Regions from separate parts of the Mus musculus genome. Here region 2 is linked to region 1. A link is a contact called in public HiCAR-type data. All regions are on one chromosome and are shown on one strand. Each heading gives the region's core, a stretch centred on a gene start, on an enhancer-like site or on the middle of the called end of the contact. The rest is flanking DNA. Distances are from core to core; before and after follow the strand shown.

Region 1 (4,006 bases), core at 391-2,890:
CTCCAACTAAATCTTTCTCTTTGTTCTCATGGAATTAATCTCATTACGTGGAATCAAACTCATAAAGCCGTCTCAAATAAATGGAGAATGCTAGTTAAAATAAGTTAATGTTCGAAGTCTTTGAGAAAATTCTTTAACCAAAAAAGTCAAATCATTTTCTATATGGCCTGGCTGGTCTCGCTGCTCCATGATCCCTCGGGACACCATCGCAGAATGGCGCCAGCATCCTCTATGCTGCTAAGACCAGAGAGAAGCGTGCAGATGTGTGCAGAGGCCCTGGAAGAAACAAACCCTTGTCCCTTCCTCAGAGGAGCTGCTCACACTCCAAACCTGAGCTGAGGAAAAAACATCCCATTGTCTGAGGCTTCAAGACGTCACATCCTCGGCCCTTTCTATAATCCTGATCCCAGACACGTGCGCCCTTCCCAGCTGGAAGGGCTCTGGCTCACTGCCCGGCTTCCTCTGCTCCCAGACTTCCCTGCTGCACGACAGAGATAAGTTCTGTTACCTTTCTCATTCTGAAAATCAGTGCGACGAATGTTCTGGGGTCCGTAGAGCGAACCGGCTGAGGCACGTCTGCAAACTTGTATAGCTCAGGGTTTTTATTTGCTTCACTTGGCTTTTGCTTTTATCAGTCTGGTTGCCTGTTGACTTTGTCACACACTCAGAGAGCCTAAATTACGTTAAATAACAACTTCTCATCCAGTGTTAGTGGAGAGTGTATAGTATCAGAAGCATTTGGGCTAGTCACCTGGAGAAGGGGGTGGGGGGGCAGTATCTCTTCCTCAGCGAAATGCCTGCTCAGTTGGCTAACACAGGCGGGAGGCAAGGAGAGTACCACCTTGCTATTACAGTTAGAGACCCGGGAGAAAGCGAACGTTGCTGTCGTCTGACATAAACCAAAATAGTTAACATTTGTTGAGTGTCTACTACATGGCAGGAGTTTTATGCAGTTGGTTTGCATCAAATTATTGAAACTCAGAACAATTGCCTGTGATAGACCTTATAATCACTCCTCCTATATCTGTAGCCTCATTTTATAAATAAGAAAGCAGATGCTGAGAGAGGTTATTACTAGCTCCTGGGTGTACAGTTAGGGTGTGGGAAAGTCAAGAAGAAAATCCAAGCTGCCTGTCCTTAAATCCTGTACAGTTAACATTACTCTGTACTATCTTTAAAATGGGAACGTAGTAAAACCTCCAAAGACTTGTCAGACTCCACGAACACGATGCATTGAAAGCTGTTAGCGCAGGGTCCGACACACGATAAATGTGCAATAAATACAGACACAACCATTGAAATGATTACACACATACATATACAGAAGCAGAGCCAGGCCTACTGCTGCTCCTCTAAACTTAGTACCCAGGAGGCAGAGGCAGACGGATCTCTGTGGGTTCCAGATTAGCTCGGGGCCAGGTAAATAAATAAATAAATAAATAAATAAATAAATAAATATTTACATGCCTTGATAGATGAATGCCACAGTGCAAAGTCAGAAATAAGCACACAGGAAGACCTCTTCTTGTACAGCCCGGTGCCATCATAGGCTTACAGAGGATGACTGACTGGGCTGGGCAAGAGCAGGCTATGAATCACAGCTTCTCTAAATCAGCATGCTCTAAAGAGCAGCAACTTCATTTTCCAGAGCTGCTTACGAGTAGGACGGTTAAAGCAGCCGGAACGGTTCTCTGTTAACGTTCAGACTGCGGTCATGAGGACAGCTTCCAATCGAGCAATATAAAAACGCATCTGCTGCAGTGATCCTTCTGTCCTTTCACCCTGGCTTTGCAGTCGCCCTAGGAATAAACAAGAGTGTGAAGCCTCTCTGCAGTGTCTCAGAGTCACAAGCCCCAAGGGATCCCAATCATACGATCTCTCAGAGTTGTTTGAAAAAAAAAAATTGCATGAAGAGCCAAATGCTTACACTCTGGCCAAGTTAGGAGCCTATGAGGAGGAGAGGCTAGGGGAGGGCCGTTCACTCCATGCATGCTGCAGAATTAGCTCTCTCCCTCTGGGTCTGCTCTGCTGCAAAGCTCAGCAGCACGGAGGGAGCGAGATCCAGGAATCTGCAACAGAAACCATGACAGCCTGAAACACCCTGTGGTGCCAACCTCCAAATTCTCATCTGTCACTTCAGACCCTGACTGGCTGACAGAGCAGCAGAATTTCAACTCCAATAAACGTGAATGTGCTTCTAGGCAAAGCAGCCAAGCTGACGAGGGAGGGGGGTGGAAGAGCTAGCTCCTCTTGGGCATTTGTCAAACTTTTACCTCCTGGCTGTGTGCAAGGAGGGGACTCAACTTCGGCTTCAAGCTACCAAGGCTCTGGATCCAGCCACCTCTCCGCAGGTAAATGTTAAATTTGCTTATATTGCCCAACTGCATGCGTTAAACTGACTTCCCTGATCTAAAAAGACTGCTTGATGATTCTGCTTAAATAATTCAAAGCCATGTGTTTATTTTTATAATCCCATTTGGAGTGATTTATATGAAGGAAAAAGGAGAATTTTACTTTGTGTGGCCATGTCTCTTTTCCTCCTACAAAATTAAATGTCGAGCACTAATAAACCATAGTTTTCGTAATGGCCAAACCAGAAGTATAGATTTCAAAATTTTAAAAAATGTGTGTTTGCCATGTTTAAATTACCTAACTGTATCTGTCACTGTCATGGGCCTGACAGCTGTGTAGAAGTAGAATGCTTTGTTTGTTTGTTTGTTTGTTTTTCAGTTAGGAAATATCTCTAACAGTACATTCTTCTTCGGTTACTTTCATATTATCCTTTCCCTCACAGTTTTCACAGATCTCTCTCCTCCTGCTACCTATCATTTGTTAAGAGGTGACAAGGGGACAGGGAATATGCCCGGTTCCTCATTACATCCTCTCTAGAAAAACACAATGCTAAAGGAGAAGTCAGGGCTAACAACTGTGCTGTCTTTGAGAAGGTCCTCCCATCTGCACCTTCCCCAATACAGCACTTCCTGCGAGCCTTTCTCGCTCATTCCTTCAGGAACAAGATCACCCTGCAGTAGAAAACTATAACCCTGCTTGCAGCTGCCAATCAATACAGTTGAAAAAGTACCCGAGAGAAGTCCTGCAGTATAGTCTCATCTGCAGTGCTTTTTGTCTGCAAAGAGGTTAAATGTGCCACCTTGACATTGCAGACTCCTCTGGGGCAGACTCCAGCCACACAGAATAGAAATGTACCCGCAGTGGGGAGAAAAAAATTTTACCCTCTCCTTTCTCTTAGATCCCAGGGTTTTGTTTTCAGTTTACAGCTCGCTCCACTAAATCTTTGTTTCTGACTGGTTTCCTTTGTTTTTCTTAAAGACACCCCCCACCCCATTCTTAGGAAAGATTTAAAGTTTGGATCGTCTAAGTGAAGTCCAATCAGGTAGAGCAGTCTGTTTCCTCTGCTTGTCAATCACCGGACACGACTTCCCACATCTGGGGAAAGAATGTGTGCGTTGTTTGAAGATCGTGCCCCCACCCCCACTTTTTTCCAAAGAGCCATTGAGCAGTTAGAACTCTGGGGTGGTTTCCTTGCCCTTCAGTGTCTTGCCAGCAGGCTGTTATGGCACAGGCCCACAGTAAAACAATAAATAGTGGCGACAGATGAGGTGCGCGGTGGAGCATCTGGGGAACTCGAGAATGTCCCTTACATTCTCTCTTGACTCCTGTTCTTTCTCAGCTGACTTGCAGCCAGACATGGACGTGGTTGCTTTGGTTAAGTTGAGCTCAATGTCCAAAACATGTTGGATAACACAAACAACTTGTCAAAAGGCTTGAGGTGTGTTGGACTTTCTTATCACCACGGAACAATCTTTAGTGGGTGAAAAAAAAAAGAAAAAAAAAGCCATAAATCCAGGAGAAGCTCTTACGGGTCTCCCAGGATGCCTTCTGCAGAGGCTCCCGGGGTGATAGGACCACCACCTAGCCACAGCCTGTCTCTTTGTCATGAACATCAAAGGATTTACAGAACTCTGCACAAAAGTGACTGCCTCAA
Region 2 (4,006 bases), core at 938-3,437, 45 kb before region 1:
TATTTGTTTAAAGAAGAAATGGCCTGACTGCCCAGAGTCTGGCTACAGGTGGGTTGAAGTAACAATTCAGGTCTTCTACTGTAGCAAATGGGAAATTCCCATCACAGCCATAACATTGTATTTATGGACATAGGATAAACTTTGTAACCAAAATAAATAACTCCTCAGTTTTCAGTGGCTTAGCATAAGGGGACTGATTGTTGCTCATGTTACAATTCAGTGCAAGCCAAGTTGCTCTTCTCTAGGCAGTGGTTCAAACCCCCAGGCTATCTTCACTTGGTTTCACAATCTTCGAGCTTCACCGCCTCCTGGCTTCATCTGTCTAGAAGAAAGAGAGAGGAAGACACGTCTCATGAAACACTGTAGTAAGAACTCTTGCAATCATTCTAGAAGGGCTTTTGTTACATCCCATTGATCTGAACCTAGTCACATGTCAACCCCACACCAGAGGAAGTAAAGAAACCTCAGGGAGCCCTCAAGTAAGAGAACATGTCCTCCCAAAAGGCTCCAAGCCTATATGTTCATCAGCACACAAAAGCAAAGAACTTCTATCTTGATTGCATCATCACTGTGGCCATCCCTTTCTAACCCTGTTCGATTCATCACCTAAGGTTATTTATTACACTGTTGCCTTTCCTTCTTAAGACAGAGTTTCCATTATGTATCCCAGGCTGGAACAGAAATCAATACATATCGGGCTGCTGTCATCCATGATCCTCCTGCTCCAGTCTCCTGAGTATGAACATTGCGTCTGTGGGCTACTTTTCCATATACCTTATAATCCCTTCGGTGAGCATTTTTGTAACATGACTTACTTTACTCAAACCACTAGATATAAATGTGTTAAAAAATATGACTTCAGGGCAAGGTGTGGTGTCGTGCACCTATAATATCAACACTCGGGAGTCTGAAAGAGGAAGGTCATGAGTTCAAGACTAGTCTGTTGACATATTAAATACATTTTTCCTGATGGCCAGGAAATCTCACTTTAAAATGCTTCCTAGGTGTTTTGTGTGTGCACTAATCTTAAGACCCAGTTACCCAACAAGAAATAAAAGACTTTGTATCCAGAATCCGAGTCCTCCTGTTTTCACAGAACAAGCCCAGATCTGAAGCCCAAACTCAGTCATCTTTTGAAAGGGAAAAAGCAAAGACATGATTCTATAATTTAAAGTTGTCATAATTTGGGCTACAACAGAGGTTGACAGCACCAAGACAATCAAATCCCAAAACAGAAGGAAACAGGGCAGCTGTGACTTGGACACTGAAACTCCCGTGGTGGTGGTGGTGGGGGGGGAGTGTTGTTTCTATGTGTGTAAGTGTGTGTCAGTGTGTGTAAGTGTATGTGTGTGTCTGAGTTTGTGTAGTGTGTGAGTGTATGTGCAAGTGTGTACGTATGTGTGTGTGACTGTGTATGTATGATTGAGTATGTTTAACTGTGTGAATGGTGTATGTACAAGTGTGTGCATGTGTGTGTGTGGTGTATGTGTGAGTATGCATGTGACTGTGTGTGTAAGTATGTGTGAGTGTCTGTGTTTGTGTAATGTGTAAGTAAGTATGTGTGAATGTGTGGGGTGTGTGTAAGTGTATGTGATTGTGTGCGGTATGTTTATGAGTGTGTAAGTGTATATGTGGGGGCTGTAAGTATGTGTGAGTGTTTATGTTTGTGTAGTGTGTGAGTGCATGAGTGAGTGTGTTGTATGTGTGTATGAGTGTGTTTAAGTATGTGTGTGTGTAAGTATGTGTGTGTATGAGTGTGTGTCTGTCAGTCTGTCTGTCTGTGAATTTCATCTCTACCACTTCCTTTCTTCTCTTGTTCTCTAATTCTCATACCCTTATAAAGAACATACTAAATAAAAGACACCTGCAAGCCAGCCAGGGTGAAATGTTATCAACAGCATTGCCTGGGCTGCTGTGAGAATACAATAAGAGAAAGCATGTGATACCATTAACCTAAAAGACTAAATCTGTGATGACAGCTAGCAAATGCTACCACCACCACTAACAGACCCATGGGATTTCTGAGCTCAAGAGGTAACAGCACTGTGGGCTAGGAACTTGAAGTACTTATGTACCACTACCCAAAGAAGACCGTGGATAGGCGACACAGATGGTCTCTATGGCAATGTCATGACATCCCCCAGTGAGTTAGCAATGGCAGCCCACCCAGGCTCACTCTGGAGCACTGCCAGGGTAAATGATACAGAGCCCAACTCCACCACTTCTCCCACACAACACACCCACTCAGAGTAGGTCCTAAGCCAAATGCAAATCAGTGGATCACTCATCTACATTTGCCTCTTACAGGCATGGCCTTGGAGTCTTGTCAGACAGCAAACCACCCATCAGTTCAGAAAATGACAGGCTTCGATGTAACAGGTCTATCTCCCTACTCCTGGGGATGTGGTCAGGAAGAAAGATGGGGAAAGAGGACCTTGAATGACTTAAGACCACGGTAGAAATCAGGTCACAGACTTCTGTTTGAGCCATTATAAATTTAAATAAGCAGAGCTAACCAGGACAAAGTCTCCTTGAATTTGGCATGCAAGGTCTTGGCAGAACAAGGAAGAGGACTTTTGGACAGCAATGAAAAGACGGTTCCCTCCACAGCGAGCCAGAAGCAGCAAAGCAAGGGGAACAGAACATCCGGAGTTTTTCAAACTGAGTCACAAGCCATGAATAAGCTATAAAATCAATGTTAGTGGATTTTAAAGAATATAATGGAGAGGGGGGGAGGGATCTCTGCAGGAAGGGGAAATAGAATATATAGTTATGGATTGATTAGAGGTAGGGCCTAGAACAGGAGGATAAGACAAGGAGGAAGGGGGAAGAATAAAATAGGAGAGAGGCTACAGGGAGGATTAGACAAAACCAGCAGCCATTTTGAGAGGTCATCTGGAAATCTAATACAGAAGACGCTTCCTAAAATATACACCTATGAGGTTTACTAAGTGAAATTAACAGGGGAAACAGAGCCCCACCTGGACATCTCTCATCGCCAAATGAAGTTCCCAGCAGAGGGAATGGATCAAATCTAATCAAGTTCCATGGGAAACCTCAAACCACCCAGGCTAGTTCCAAAACTGTTGGCTGCTTTCCACAAACCGATAAGGCCCTATTGCTGAATGCAACAGTTACACAGCTCATGGAACATAGAGCAGCCGAAGTGATGCCTCTCTAGGGCCTTCATCCCTTCAAGCTAGTTAGTACTCATGGTACCGAGAGTACTCTATCTGCACACTACACAAGAGAAAGGCAAACGCCAACCCCACTACACAAACCCGTTATCTATAATGGCATCCTGCCTGCAGGATATGCTAGCGCAATGGTAGAGCAAAGCTTTGGGGAGTAACCAACCAACATCTGATCTGACTTACGGTGCACTCCACCAACTGCTTAAGTAACCAAGCACCTGAGATTAGATAGCCTAGGGAACCTAGGAGAAACCAAATACGTCTGTTTTGATGAAGGAACATAGCAATAAAGTGACTCTGAAGAACATCTGCTATAGTTATATGTGGGGCAGTGGACCGTGCCACCAGACAGAAGAGCTGGTTAAGGTAGAAGCAAATGTTCAGAACCCCAGCAGGAATTTAATAGCTCCTGACCAGATTCCTGTCCTGGAGTATGTGACCACAACACCCCACTAAGAGGGCCATGACAACTTGTCATGTAGCATAGAAACTTAGAGTTCTCCATGCTAATGAGGTTTCTAGATGGCCCCCAAGGGGGTTCACCCTGAGTCAAGTATATGCATCTTTTCTGCCATGAATAAACAGTTTGGACAAGCAAGCTCTCTCTCTCTCTCTTTCTATCTCCCATTCTCTCTCTCTCTCTCTCTCTCTCTCTCTCTCTCTCTCTCTCTCTCTCTCTCTCTCTGACCACTGCTGTCAGGGGAAGCCTAAGTCTCCTGCAAAAGGCCTCTTCTCATTCCTGACACTCACCCTGAGGTAAGCTGAACTCATGCTGCCCCGGCTCATCTCAGGTCCTGAGCCCCATTCTCAAC

Evidence for each region. HiCAR-type assays count read pairs that join an accessible place to other places.
Region 2: a HiCAR-type map of astrocytes shows a contact between it and region 1, with 2.8 times the contacts expected there. The contact joins the enhancer-like site here to the promoter of Sparcl1 in region 1. A contact is called at or near these places in 1 of 39 promoter capture datasets (hippocampal neurons), 1 of 15 datasets of contacts at CTCF or cohesin (the NIH/3T3 cell line), 1 of 484 Hi-C or Micro-C datasets (forebrain) and 4 of 115 datasets of contacts at active chromatin or transcription factors (astrocytes, embryonic stem cells and heart atrium).

What each region holds. Positions count from the first base shown.
Region 1 is chr5:104,111,722-104,115,727 of GRCm38.p6, reverse strand. Sparcl1 (SPARC-like 1) reads left to right here and starts at 1,640. Exons shown (of 11, transcript NM_010097.4): 1 at 1,640-2,351. It overlaps LOC330143 (a long non-coding RNA gene), which reads right to left. Exons shown (of 3, transcript XR_003955771.1): 3 at 1-3,823.
Region 2 is chr5:104,157,047-104,161,052 of GRCm38.p6, reverse strand. No RefSeq gene overlaps it. Among named protein-coding and RNA genes, the nearest start is that of Dspp, 12 kb to the left of the region's middle. Within about 2 kb of position 2,187, at least 38 of the 459 cell types and tissues checked have an H3K27ac peak or open chromatin away from gene starts, as enhancers often do. A contact at or near this core is called in astrocytes and forebrain, where this site is marked.